Linked DNA regions of Mus musculus: all the other regions are linked to region 3. A link is a contact called in public ChIA-PET and promoter capture Hi-C data. All regions are on one chromosome and are shown on one strand. Each heading gives the region's core, a stretch centred on a gene start, on an enhancer-like site or on the middle of the called end of the contact. The rest is flanking DNA. Distances are from core to core; before and after follow the strand shown.

Region 1 (2,700 bases), core at 90-2,589, 430 kb before region 3:
TCATGTCTCACACTTGTAATCCCAGCAATTTGGAGATGGAGGCAGTGGGATTAGGAGCTGAAGGTTATCCTAAGCTTCAGAGTTTGAGGCCAGCATGGGCTCCATTAAATTCTGACTCAGAAAAACCAAACCAGACATTTTAAACTAGGGAAACCTTTTTACCTGTGAAGATATTGTTTATAGTATTTAATTTTTTAAGGAACTTAAACCATGTGTGTGTATGTGTGTGCCACATGTTTGTGCATGAGTATGCATGTGTGTGTCACATGTGTGTGCATGTGTAGCACATGTGAATGCCTGAAGATCTGGGGTTATGGGTGGTTGTGAGTTGCCTTCCGTGGGTGCTGGAATCAGGCCCAGGTCCTAACAGCTAAGCCATCTCTCCAGTCCAAGATCTGAAAACAATGTGTTTGTGTATGTGTGTGTCTGTGTATGGATGTCTAGTACCTAAGGAGGCCAGAAGAAGGTATCAGACCCCCTGGAGCTGGGGTAACAGGCGGTTGTGAAGCCTTCCTATGTGGGTGCTAAGAACTCTGGTCCTCTACAAGAACAGCAGTGGGTTTAGCCGCTGACTGACTCTCCAGTCTGAAGATAAACTTTTTTGTATCTCTGGAGAGGCAGTGTTTTCCAGAGGTTGTTTGCGCAATCACTCTTGGGAAGTTTGGGGGTATGCATGAGGCTCTGGGCCCCTCGTTCCTCAGCTTCTCCACATTTTAGTTTGCAGGCTCCATGTGAGATAAAGAAGCTATCATGCCTAAGCAAAACTGGGAGAAACAATGTTTTAAAAAGTGGAGATTTTTGCATAATTGTTTATCAGCCAAAAGAAAACAAACAAATAACAACAAGAAACACCCCAAACCACATCATACTTCTGTTGTCAGAAGAACTCTTGAAGTTGTTGGAAACATGGGCGCTCACAAGTGCACGCACACACACGTACGGACACACACACACACACACGTACGGACACACACGTACGGACACACACACGTACGGACACACACACACACACACACACACGTACGGACACACACACACACACACACGTACGGACACACACACACACACACACACGTACGGACACACACGTACGGACACACACACACACACGTACGGACACACACGTACGGACACACACACACACACACACACACACACACACACACACACACGTACGGACACACACACGCGTACGGACACACACACGTACGGACACACACACACACACACACACACACACACACACACGTACGGACAGCTTCCTATTTAGAGTATCTAGAGAGGCTAAAGTTGCCTAGTCATTCTCCGCCTCTGTGTGTTTTTGCCAACTTCTGACAGACTTGCCCACAGGAAACGCCTGAGGGTCACAGCCGGCTTCCTGGTGAGCTCTTTGATGCCCAACACCTGTCTGTGGTTGTGGTTGGAGACTGTTTTCTTCAATGGCATTTCCATTCGCAGGCTCACACTCATTTTCAAGATGTAGTCAAAGAATGAAAACCCTAACCCTTCATTTCCTATGTTAGGAAGTACTAAGAGTTTTGTGTCCCATTTTGTCAATTTAGATTCCAAGCTTGGGCCATCTTGATTGGCCCTGTGGTATCTTGAGCAATGAAAGCAGCCTGGGATGGAGGTGATGCAGGTGTGGCGGGGAACACCTCCACACTCTCTGGCCTCGCAGATAAAATTTATATGTAGTGATACTGAAAGTGCAAGATGAAAACTCATGACTCATAAACAGTTGTATGCTTAGTCCCAGGTTCTCTTCTGGTTTGTTGCTGATACCCTTTTTATAATCAATAGAAATGAACCATAGATAGTGTTAGAAAGTTGATAAAAAAAACCATGCAAGTTCTTGTGGTTTAGTAGTAAGGCACCTTGTTAAATATATGGATACGATTAAGAATGTGTGTGTATGTGTGTGGGCTGGAGAGATGGCTCAGTGGATAAGAGCACTGACTGCTCTTCCAAAGGTCCTGAGTTCAAATCCCAGCAACCACGTGATGGCTCACAACCACCCACAATGAGATCTGATGCCCTCTTTTGGTGTGTCTAAAGACAGCTACAGTGTACTTACATATAACAATAAATAAATCTTTAAAAAAAAAAAGAATGTGTGTGTGTTATGTGTGTGTCTGTGTCTCTGTGCGTGTGTTGTGTATGTGTGTGTTGCGTGTGTGTCTGTGTCTCTGTGTGTGTTATGTGTGTGTGTCTGTGTGTGTAGGCCAGCGCTCAGCATCTTCCACAGCCACTCCCCATTTTATTGTTTAAGACTAAGACATTCACTGACCTCGGAACTGCCAGCTTAAGGACCCCCTCAGACTGGCCAGTGAGCCCCAGCAAATCTGTCTCCACCTCTTAAGCTCGGCATAGCAGGCAGATATGTGTGCTTGCTTTTATGTGGTGCAGGGAGCCTCAGGTCCATTTCCTTAGCTGTGAGACTTTTATTTCTAAACTCACACCTCATTGTGGCCCGAAGACAGTAGAATGCTTTCTAGTCGGTGGGTTCAAGGACAATATGATAGCTGTTTAACTTTGGGTTTGTCTTTCTGATAGATTGCCAGGACCCCAGGGTGAAATATCAGGTGTGATGCATAGGGGTCCAGCACTGCAGTCTGCATTGCTAAATACAAATTAACGGATCCTTCTCAGGTAAATGACGCGTACTGTCTTGTCCTCTTAGGGCTCTGGAACTTCATCCGT
Region 2 (2,903 bases), core at 278-2,777, 340 kb before region 3:
GATTGTTTCCCTGAGTCCCACTGCTTTCAGACCCCAGTTCTATGAGCCAGCACTTTCCTGTCTTATTTCTAGGCAGGAAGTCACCCCAGAGCTAGCCAGAATCTCCAGAGGCTGTCTTAGATCCGTCTTGGCAGCAGCTACAGCCTGTGTTGTTTTTCAAAGGTGTTTACTGTCACACTGACAACTGTCTGCATTGAGGATTGCCTTTATGTGAGGCACCAATATAAGTGAACAATTCTCACAAGCTTGGGAGACCCAACCCCCCCCCCCCCCATGCCCAACAAACTGTGATCCTACAGTAAAATAGCTTAATTGAAGCAATTTTCTTGCTTTGGAAATGAAATACTCAACTTGTGTTCAGAGAGGACACATAGAAACAGGGAAATCTCCACCATTATCAGGATTATACAGAGTCTGGTAGTATATAACACATAGCTCCATTTTTATGCCAGAACAACAAATATGCCAAGGGCAGTAAACCTGAACCAACATTACAAATGTATCCAGTGAGCCCTTCACTAAGAACCAGGTACCTGTTCCTAAAGTTTCATTGGGATATTCTCTTTATTGAGTTGCATTTATTTATTTACGTGTGTGTGTGTGTGTGTGTGTGTGTGTGTGTGTGTGTGTGTGTGTAGGTCAAAGGACAACCTTTGGGACTGAACTCAGGTGCCCAGACCTGGCAGCGATCTCCTTTAGCAGCTGAATCACCTTGATAGCCTTCATGTGTTTTCTCAATTTGACAACCTGGATGGGTGCATGTATTATCATCCTCATTTTACTGCCAAGTGAATCAAATCACTAAGATATTTGCTAGCTGAAAAATGACAGCTAGACAATCCTATATTCCCCTTTGTTATTTAAAACAGACTTATTTCATGGTTTTTGGTTACATGTATGTGTCGGTGTGTAGGTGTGTGAATGTGAATGCAGGTGCCTGAGGAGATCGGAGGAGCTGGAGTTCCAGGAAGCCGTGAGCTGTCTGATGTGGTTGCTGAGAGTTGTGTGGTGTTGTTGTGAAGAGTCACCGTGTCCGGGCTTACAGTTTCAGAGGTTTAGTACACTATCATCATGGCGGGAAGTGTGGCAGCATGCAGGCAGACATGCAGCTGGAGAAGGAGCTGAGAGTTCTACATCTCGATCCTTGGACAGCAGAAGGAGACTGTGTACCACACTGGACCTAGCCTGAACACATATAAGACCCCAAAGCCCGCCCCCACAGTGACACACTTCCTCCAACAAGGCCACACCTCCTAATAGTGCCACTCCCTATGAACCAAGAATTCAAACAGGAGACTATGGAGGCCATTCCTATTCAAATCACCACCGAGGTTTTGTTTTGATGCACAGAGACAGCCAGTGGGGGTAGAACAATCATAATGATGCGAAACTAAATATTCTGAGGCTTAAAAGCTGTGGGGTAGAGATAGAGGTCACACACCCAGATTCCTTCAGTAGTGGGACTAGCAATCTAAAGAGAGGAGAGTGTGGGGACCGACAATGGGGCGTGGCAACAGCCCAGAGCTTTGCAAAGCTGCAGCAGAACACTATACAGGCTAGTTACAGAGCAGGTTGAAGTGGTCCTGTGAGCTGCTTATCTGCTTGATGGAAAGTGAATGAGGCAGCCGGCTGGGGGCAGACAGAGAACCTTTTGAAAGACACTGACAAGCCAGAAAGGAGAGGGCAGGGGAAGCTGAGGAACAAAACCAAACAGCTCCTAAGGTGAATCCTGCCGCTGAAATCCCGAGGTAACCTGGGGTTCCTGATGACATCGAGTCAGGAGGCTCTTCCTGCTGCGTGCTGAATTTGCTGGATTCCAGAAGGACCCGTGGAGCCTAGAGCCCCGTTTCAATCCGTGTTTATGGCTCCTTCCCTAATATTAGATGTAACTTGAGCTGTCCCTCAGAACCAAAAAAGCCTCAGGAAAACACTCTTAGAAGCGCAGACGTGGTAGTACACCCCTTCAGAATTACTATGCCCCTATTTATAGTTTTGATTTTCCCCTTTGTGCTAGGCTATCGACTGTCACTTTTGACTGCTATGGTATGCTGGTTTCTGCTGTCCACTCTTTGTAAAAGCTGCCCAGGGTCTTGGACACTAAGTCTGGAAGTTGATGGGAGCTCGATTTTTTTCGTTTTGTTTTGTTGTTTTTAAGTAAAGGTAAATAGGTAAAGTGGGAAGGCTGAATTTCCAGAGCATGTAAATTATCTCAATGCAGTTGTTATAAAAGTTAAATGAATGATAACAGATGTCTAGTGTCACGTGACAGTTAGCCTATAATATTTTGAAAATTCAGTCTGACAGCTCAGCCTCTAACCTTGTTTACTTTTTACTCTGGGCTCTAATCCAAGCCATGAATGACTTTTCCAAAGCATCCTTTGGTTCTGAGGAGTCAAATGCAGTGGAGCCAGCCCAAGTAATGGGGAGGAAATTCATGTTAAGAGATCAAACAACCTAAGGAGAGAAACTGCATGTGCTCAGACAGCTTGTCTGTCTTCTCCCCTTGCTTTCCTGATCTCTTGTTTCATTTCCCTCTTATAGATTATTCTATATCTCTGCAAAATGGTTTTTTTTTTTTGGGGCGTTGTTGTAGTTTATTTATGAGACAAGGTCTCATGCAGCCCAAGTTGGACTTAAAACTCTCCCTATAGTTAAGGGTGGCCTTGAACTTCTGATCCTCCTGACTCCAGCTCCTTGGTGATGGAATTGCAAGTGTGTACCAGTATACCTGGTTTATGCAGTGCTGGGGCTTCAACCCAAGGCTGCACACACATACTAACTAGGCAATAGTTTATCAACTGAGCTATACCCTTAGACTTGGGCTGTCACGTTTCTGAGTAGGTCAACTCTTCATACTATGCATAATCTTAGCCCAAATTCAACTCATGACCTTATATCTTCAA
Region 3 (2,724 bases), core at 110-2,609:
CTCATTCCCATTCTTGTCTACAAGAGTGGGCATTTTTATTTGCATTTTCTAAAGCTTAGTTCAAAAAACACATTAATCTCCACTTGTAAGCCTGGCCCTTTCCTGGTGAAAGACACAGGCAGACAACAGCTAACTGAAACCCGAAGTCTTAAGCATTGTATACATGGGTGCGGCTAAAATGCTGTGGGTGCCAGGAGGAAGGAGGAAGGATGGGATGGGGTTAGGAGCAAATGTCCGTGAGTTCTTCCCTTAGGCTAAGGACCCGGTGCATGGTGCATGGGCTTCCAGCAGCCGTACTACCTGGGCACCTGTGAGAAATGCAGAGTCCCAGGCTCCACCTCAGACCCGCTGATTCAGACTTTGCGTCTTGACAGGATGCTAAGGAACACTGGTCTAGGTGACCTGCAGATTTTATTTAGTTTACAACCCATTGAGGCAATAAGGACAGGAAGTGAAGAGACAAAATTCTCCACATGTCGTGGAGCTGGGATTTGAACTCAGGCCTGGTAAACTCCTGGGCTCCATTCATTTCTCTGTGCTTCTCTTTTCTACCCAGGGCTTTCTGGGAAGCACCGCAGCCGAGGGGACCCTTGAGCTGTGCTCGGGAGGTCCATGAAGAAGGAAGAGGACATGCTTGGCAGAGCCTCCAGAGCAAGTGCTTGGCACAGCTGCTCAACAGGGCCATGACCAGTGAGGAGAATAAGGGAGGCGAGAAAGCTGGAGTCAAACAGTAAAGAGCCTTGAACACCACACTAAGGAGCTTGAATTTCCCTGAGAGTGGACATTCCAGCCTGGCATGGAGCTGTGATCCTTCATGGACCAGGTCTGGTTCCTTGTACTCTCGGGCTGTGTTGTAGGCAGTCTCGCTAAGTGCACACTGAAGCAGACTTTGTGGTAAAACATTCTACTTAAAACTCAACACTTGTGAGCCAGCACAGAGGTTCATGACTGTAATCCCAGCATTTGGGAGGCTGGGAAGGTGGTCATGAGTTCAGGGTCAGTCTGGGCTATAGATCCAGCTTAGTTGGCCTGGACTCTTGTGAGGTCTAGTCATTAAAAGGAAAAGAAGGGTGAGGGAGAGACAGCAGAACAGAGCACGCTGGTGAGCCTCTGAAATCCTGCCACTTGGGAGGCTGAGGTGGCCATACGTTCCAGGCCAGCCTGGTCTATACAGCAAGCTCTATGCCAGCTAGGGCTATAGTAAAACTCAGTCTCAAAAGGCTGAGCAGAAGGAAAAAGAAAAATGGAAATGAAGAGGAGAAAGAGAAAAGAGAGAAACCATCACCTATAGGGAAAGAGGATGAATGTGGTTTTAACCAAGCCCCAGCCTTCTTCTCCGGAAGAGGTTACAGGGCTGACTGTCACAGATGCAGGCTGTCACAGCAGGGTGTGACCTTGGCTCTGTCAACAAGGAGGGAGTTAGACTATTTGCTGACTAACTGCTCACATCATAGCCAGGTCACCAAGACAGGGAAGCAGGCTGTACTCAGGGGTGGGCTTTCTCCCCTGAGCCCGGAAAGGCTGGCCTGTGGCCGGGGGCAGAGAAAAATCACATAGCTCCCCAGTTTGCCATTCCGGTGCCCAGTTTTCATCCAGATGTGCTGGTTGAGTTGAACTGTGCTAAGTGCTAAGAAGACCGGAAGCTTAGAGGTTTGGAAAGATGATTTCAATGGACCCGGGAAGCTTTATTTGGATATAAACCGCCTGTATCAGAGACTCCTGATAAGACCCAAGCAGATTTCACTCTTTCTCATATCGGTTTAAAGGGGCATGGTCATGAGCCACAGAAGGGAAATGGCCCCTTGAGGCTTGTTTCTCTATAGTCCTCTAAGGCAGCCGTCCTTAGTCAGAAGTCACTGTGCCGGCAGCATCAACACCTTCTGGAAACGCACCAGAAATGTAATTTTCAGATATCACCGACTCTGAAGCCAAATCAGAAACTCCATGGCTGGGGCCCAGCCACCAATTTGTGTTTCATTTAATTGTGTTGTTGTTATGTTTTGGCAGTTCTGAAACTGGGCTTCAGCAGGTAGCATAGGCTGGCCTCAAACTCTTCACAATCTCTATTGATGCCTCTTATGTTCTGAGTTCACAGGCATGCGCCGCCACATTGGGGTCCATCCACGCTTGTGTTTGGGTGACACATTTATGTTTGGGAAACACTGAACCAAGTATTCTGTCCTCATTTGTCTAAATTCAGGACCAGCCTGTGGCCAGGCAGAAAGGAGCAGTGACAGTACATGCCATTTCTTTCCAAGAAAGTTCTTGAAGTTGGAGCTTCACTTTCAAGAAGCTAGTTTTGCAGCTGTGGAGTCAAGAGGTTTATTACATAGCAGTGAGAAACCTTGGGAAATGTAATCTTCCTATAAGAGGTTCTGACTCCAGCTAAAATGTGGGATTCTATACCAACGAAAAATAAAGGCAATGTATTGACAGAGAGCTAACAGCCTCTGCCAGACTGAGGAGAGCTACAGTCAAGGTGCACGTGCCGGAGTAAGGGGCACATCCCAGAGGAAGGGGCACAGACCAGAGGAAGGGGCACAGGACAGAGGAAGGGGCACAGGACAGAGGAAGGGGCACAGACCAGAGGAAGGGGCACAGACCAGAGGAAGGGGCACAGACCAGAGGAAGGGGCACAGACCAGAGGAAGGGGCACAGACCAGAGGAAGGGGCACAGGACAGAGGAAGGGGCACAGACCAGAGGAAGGGGCGCAGACCAGAGGA
Region 4 (2,700 bases), core at 153-2,652, 480 kb before region 3:
CTAATGTCTCTGTGTTCAGTTATTTCCTTTCAAAGCTCACCAGGCGAGGCTGGGGCTGCGGCTCAGAGGTCAAGAGCTTTTGCACTGCTCTCACCAGATACCCAGGCTCGGTTCCCAGCTCACATCCTCATGTTCAATAGTGTCTCTATGTATGTCTCTATGGGCACTGTACTCATGCACATACACAGACATACATAATTAAAAATAAATCAGAAAAAAACCACTATGTTTTTTCTTTTTAACATTTATTTGTGGGTGACACACATGCAAACATAGCATGCCATAGAAGTCATTTCTCTCGTTCGGCCACATGGACTTAGACATGTATGGTATGTAAGTTAAATATGTAGTTTAAATATTACAAAATAACCTGCTACAAAAACCACAAGATCCGAGGCTCACTGCTATAAAGCAAAGTGATTTTTAAGCCTCTTCCGCTTTTGGGCAGTTTTGACTTCTGATCCCCTGTGCTTATGACTAACTTCTGCGCATGCCTGGTAGGACAAGATGATTAAGCTCTGCTTTCTACAAATTGCTCCAAATAGTAAGTTACAATGTTTCCTCTCATAAATCACTTTCTCCTGAAAAAATATTAATTCAATCAATTTGCGAAAGTTAGAGCATGTGCATTTACTGTATTGTATTGAATTTTATTCCATGTGAAATTTATTCTAAAAGTGACCTGTTCTGCCACTTCACCACTAGGTGCCTCACCAGCATAAGATTTGGGAAATGGAAGCTAAAAACCGTTGGGAATAAAGTAGGAGCCCTGATACACGCTCCCTACTTGGGAAAACCAGAGACTCTGTCGCTGCCTTCATCCTCATCTTGCTTATACACCAAAATGCCTGCTTCAAACTTTGAAAATTATTCATGCAACCACAGGCTGATGAATCAAACAAACCTTTTGATGGCAAAAAAAAAAAAAAGTTCTGATAAATCACTCAGAACTCCTATCTACAAAGACTTACGCAAAATAAAAAAAAATAAAAATAAAAAAAAAAGACTTACGCCCTATACAAGTCAGAAAACTGCTTCGTTAAACCGATGCTCTCATTAAAGTGGAATATCTTACCACCAGTCAACCTTGAGTTCTTAAGACATGTCAAAGTAAGGTAGGCTTCCAAACAACAAAGTCTGTCATCTTTGCCTTTAAAGTTCATGCCGAGGTACCACCACTTAAGAGAAAAACCTCAACAATTAACGGAGCCCGGAGCAGCGCCGGGACGGCTTCAGGAGGGGCAGCGGCTGGGAAGGTCAAGTCGCTCGGAATCTCTCCGCCCCGCAGCAGCCGCACTCTCCGGCCTCTCTCCAGCCAGTCTTGGACCTGGGGGAATCTCCCGACTAGAGACCAGAGATGCCCCCCCACCGGAGCTGCCGAGCCGTCTGCTGCGGGCGGGACTAACGGTCGTCACCCGGACGTGCGGGCGGGCGTGCGGGCGGGAGACGCCCCTGGGAGGAGGGCGGAGCGGCTGCGGGCCGGCGCACCTGGGCCGCGCCGCCCACCTGAGCCGGGAGCCTCGGCCGAGCCCGCCCCTGCCACCTTTCCCCGCCCAGGGCACCACCCTCCCCACCTTCCGTCTGAGCGCTCGCCCCGCCTCCCCGCCCTCATCCCTTCGCAGCTCCGCCCTGCTCCATCCAGCTCTCTGTTGGTCCCTGCATCACTGCGTGCGACCAGACTGGAGGGACGCATCGGTTAGAAAACCTGCAGTGCCAGGCATCATCCCTGGAAGTGTTTCGCCCGATGTACAAAGTCAAAGAATCCTATCAACAGCTTTGGATAGTAAAGGCGTAAATACAGCATAAGGACGGAGAGGTTGACTTCCTAACTATTTGATTTTGGGTTAAGAGAGTGGCAGTGGTCCCTGGGAGTCCACTTGAACTTGTTAGGTAGCCAAGACTGTCCTGGAACTCCTGATTTTCCTGCCTTCATCTTCCAATGGCTAGGATTACAGGAGTGCCCCAATAAACCCAGCAACACCCCCCAACTTTGGTTTTGGTTTTGTGTGTGTGTGTGTGTGTGTGTGTGTGTGTGTGTGTGTGTGTGTGTGTGTGTGTTTAAGACCGTGTCACATGAAGTCCAGGCTGGACTTGAACTCCCGATCCTCCTCATTCCACCTTCCAAGTTCTGGCGTGTGCCACCACACCTGGTTAATGATTTTTTTTAAAAATAGTTTATGATTTTGCCCTCGTTTCTACAGTGAACAAATATATAAATTTTGTGAATAGACAAAAAAGAAAAAAGTTGTGAGTCACACCTCTATAGTCTCTGCAGTCAGGAGGCAGAGGATCTCCATAGAGACCAGCCATGTCTACATACCAAGTTTCAGGTCAGCCTAAGCTACATAGCCACTGACCTGAAAAAAAAAAAAAAAAAACCAACAAAACAAAAGTTATGAATAAATGAGTGACTGTGTTTATTGGTTTCAGACATTCCTTTTTAGGGATCAGAAACAGCCAAGAACCTATCACACCAAATACATTTAAAGTCTTGGCTTTCATTCAGTGTTCCAAGAATGCACAGCCTGACCCCCATCGCCTGTCTAGCTGGTCTTCTCCGAGCAGAGACTCTTTTCTTCCTGGGACCACTGCAACAAGACATTCCACCTAGGCAGTGTTCAAAGTTTTATCTTCTCCAAATTGACACAGGTCTCAATCAGAACCTCAGCTGCCACCTTTAAGCTAGTAACAACCACTACC

What was found. Promoter capture Hi-C pulls out the DNA fragments that hold promoters and counts their contacts. ChIA-PET counts read pairs in DNA pulled down with a chosen protein or histone mark.
Region 1: a contact with region 3 is called in an RNA polymerase II ChIA-PET map of effector CD8 T cells, with 13 read pairs. The contact joins two enhancer-like sites. A contact is called at or near these places in 2 of 115 datasets of contacts at active chromatin or transcription factors (effector CD8 T cells and embryonic stem cells).
Region 2: a contact with region 3 is called in an RNA polymerase II ChIA-PET map of effector CD8 T cells, with 6 read pairs. The contact joins two enhancer-like sites.
Region 4: a contact with region 3 is called in a promoter capture Hi-C map of neutrophils, with 4 times the contacts expected there. The contact joins the promoter of Fbxo43 here to the enhancer-like site in region 3. A contact is called at or near these places in 10 of 39 promoter capture datasets (the 3T3-L1 cell line, 3T3-L1-derived adipocytes, embryonic stem cells and 6 more) and 3 of 115 datasets of contacts at active chromatin or transcription factors (bone marrow-derived macrophages, effector CD8 T cells and memory CD8 T cells).

Annotation. Positions count from the first base shown.
Region 1 is chr15:36,213,487-36,216,186 of GRCm38.p6, forward strand. It overlaps Spag1 (sperm associated antigen 1), which reads left to right. Exons shown (of 20, transcript NM_001359982.1): 14 at 2,681-2,700. Among named protein-coding and RNA genes, the nearest start is that of Gm41293, 3.7 kb to the left of the region's middle. Within about 2 kb of position 1,340, at least 84 of the 459 cell types and tissues checked have an H3K27ac peak or open chromatin away from gene starts, as enhancers often do. A contact at or near this core is called in effector CD8 T cells, where this site is marked.
Region 2 is chr15:36,302,709-36,305,611 of GRCm38.p6, forward strand. No RefSeq gene overlaps it. Among named protein-coding and RNA genes, the nearest start is that of Gm41294, 15 kb to the right of the region's middle. Within about 2 kb of position 1,528, at least 58 of the 459 cell types and tissues checked have an H3K27ac peak or open chromatin away from gene starts, as enhancers often do. A contact at or near this core is called in effector CD8 T cells, where this site is marked.
Region 3 is chr15:36,639,557-36,642,280 of GRCm38.p6, forward strand. No RefSeq gene overlaps it. Among named protein-coding and RNA genes, the nearest start is that of Pabpc1, 32 kb to the left of the region's middle. Within about 2 kb of position 1,360, at least 112 of the 459 cell types and tissues checked have an H3K27ac peak or open chromatin away from gene starts, as enhancers often do. A contact at or near this core is called in effector CD8 T cells, hematopoietic stem and progenitor cells, memory CD8 T cells and 1 more, where this site is marked.
Region 4 is chr15:36,163,459-36,166,158 of GRCm38.p6, forward strand. It overlaps Fbxo43 (F-box protein 43), which reads right to left and starts at 1,403. Exons shown (of 5, transcript NM_001081253.2): 1 at 1,012-1,403.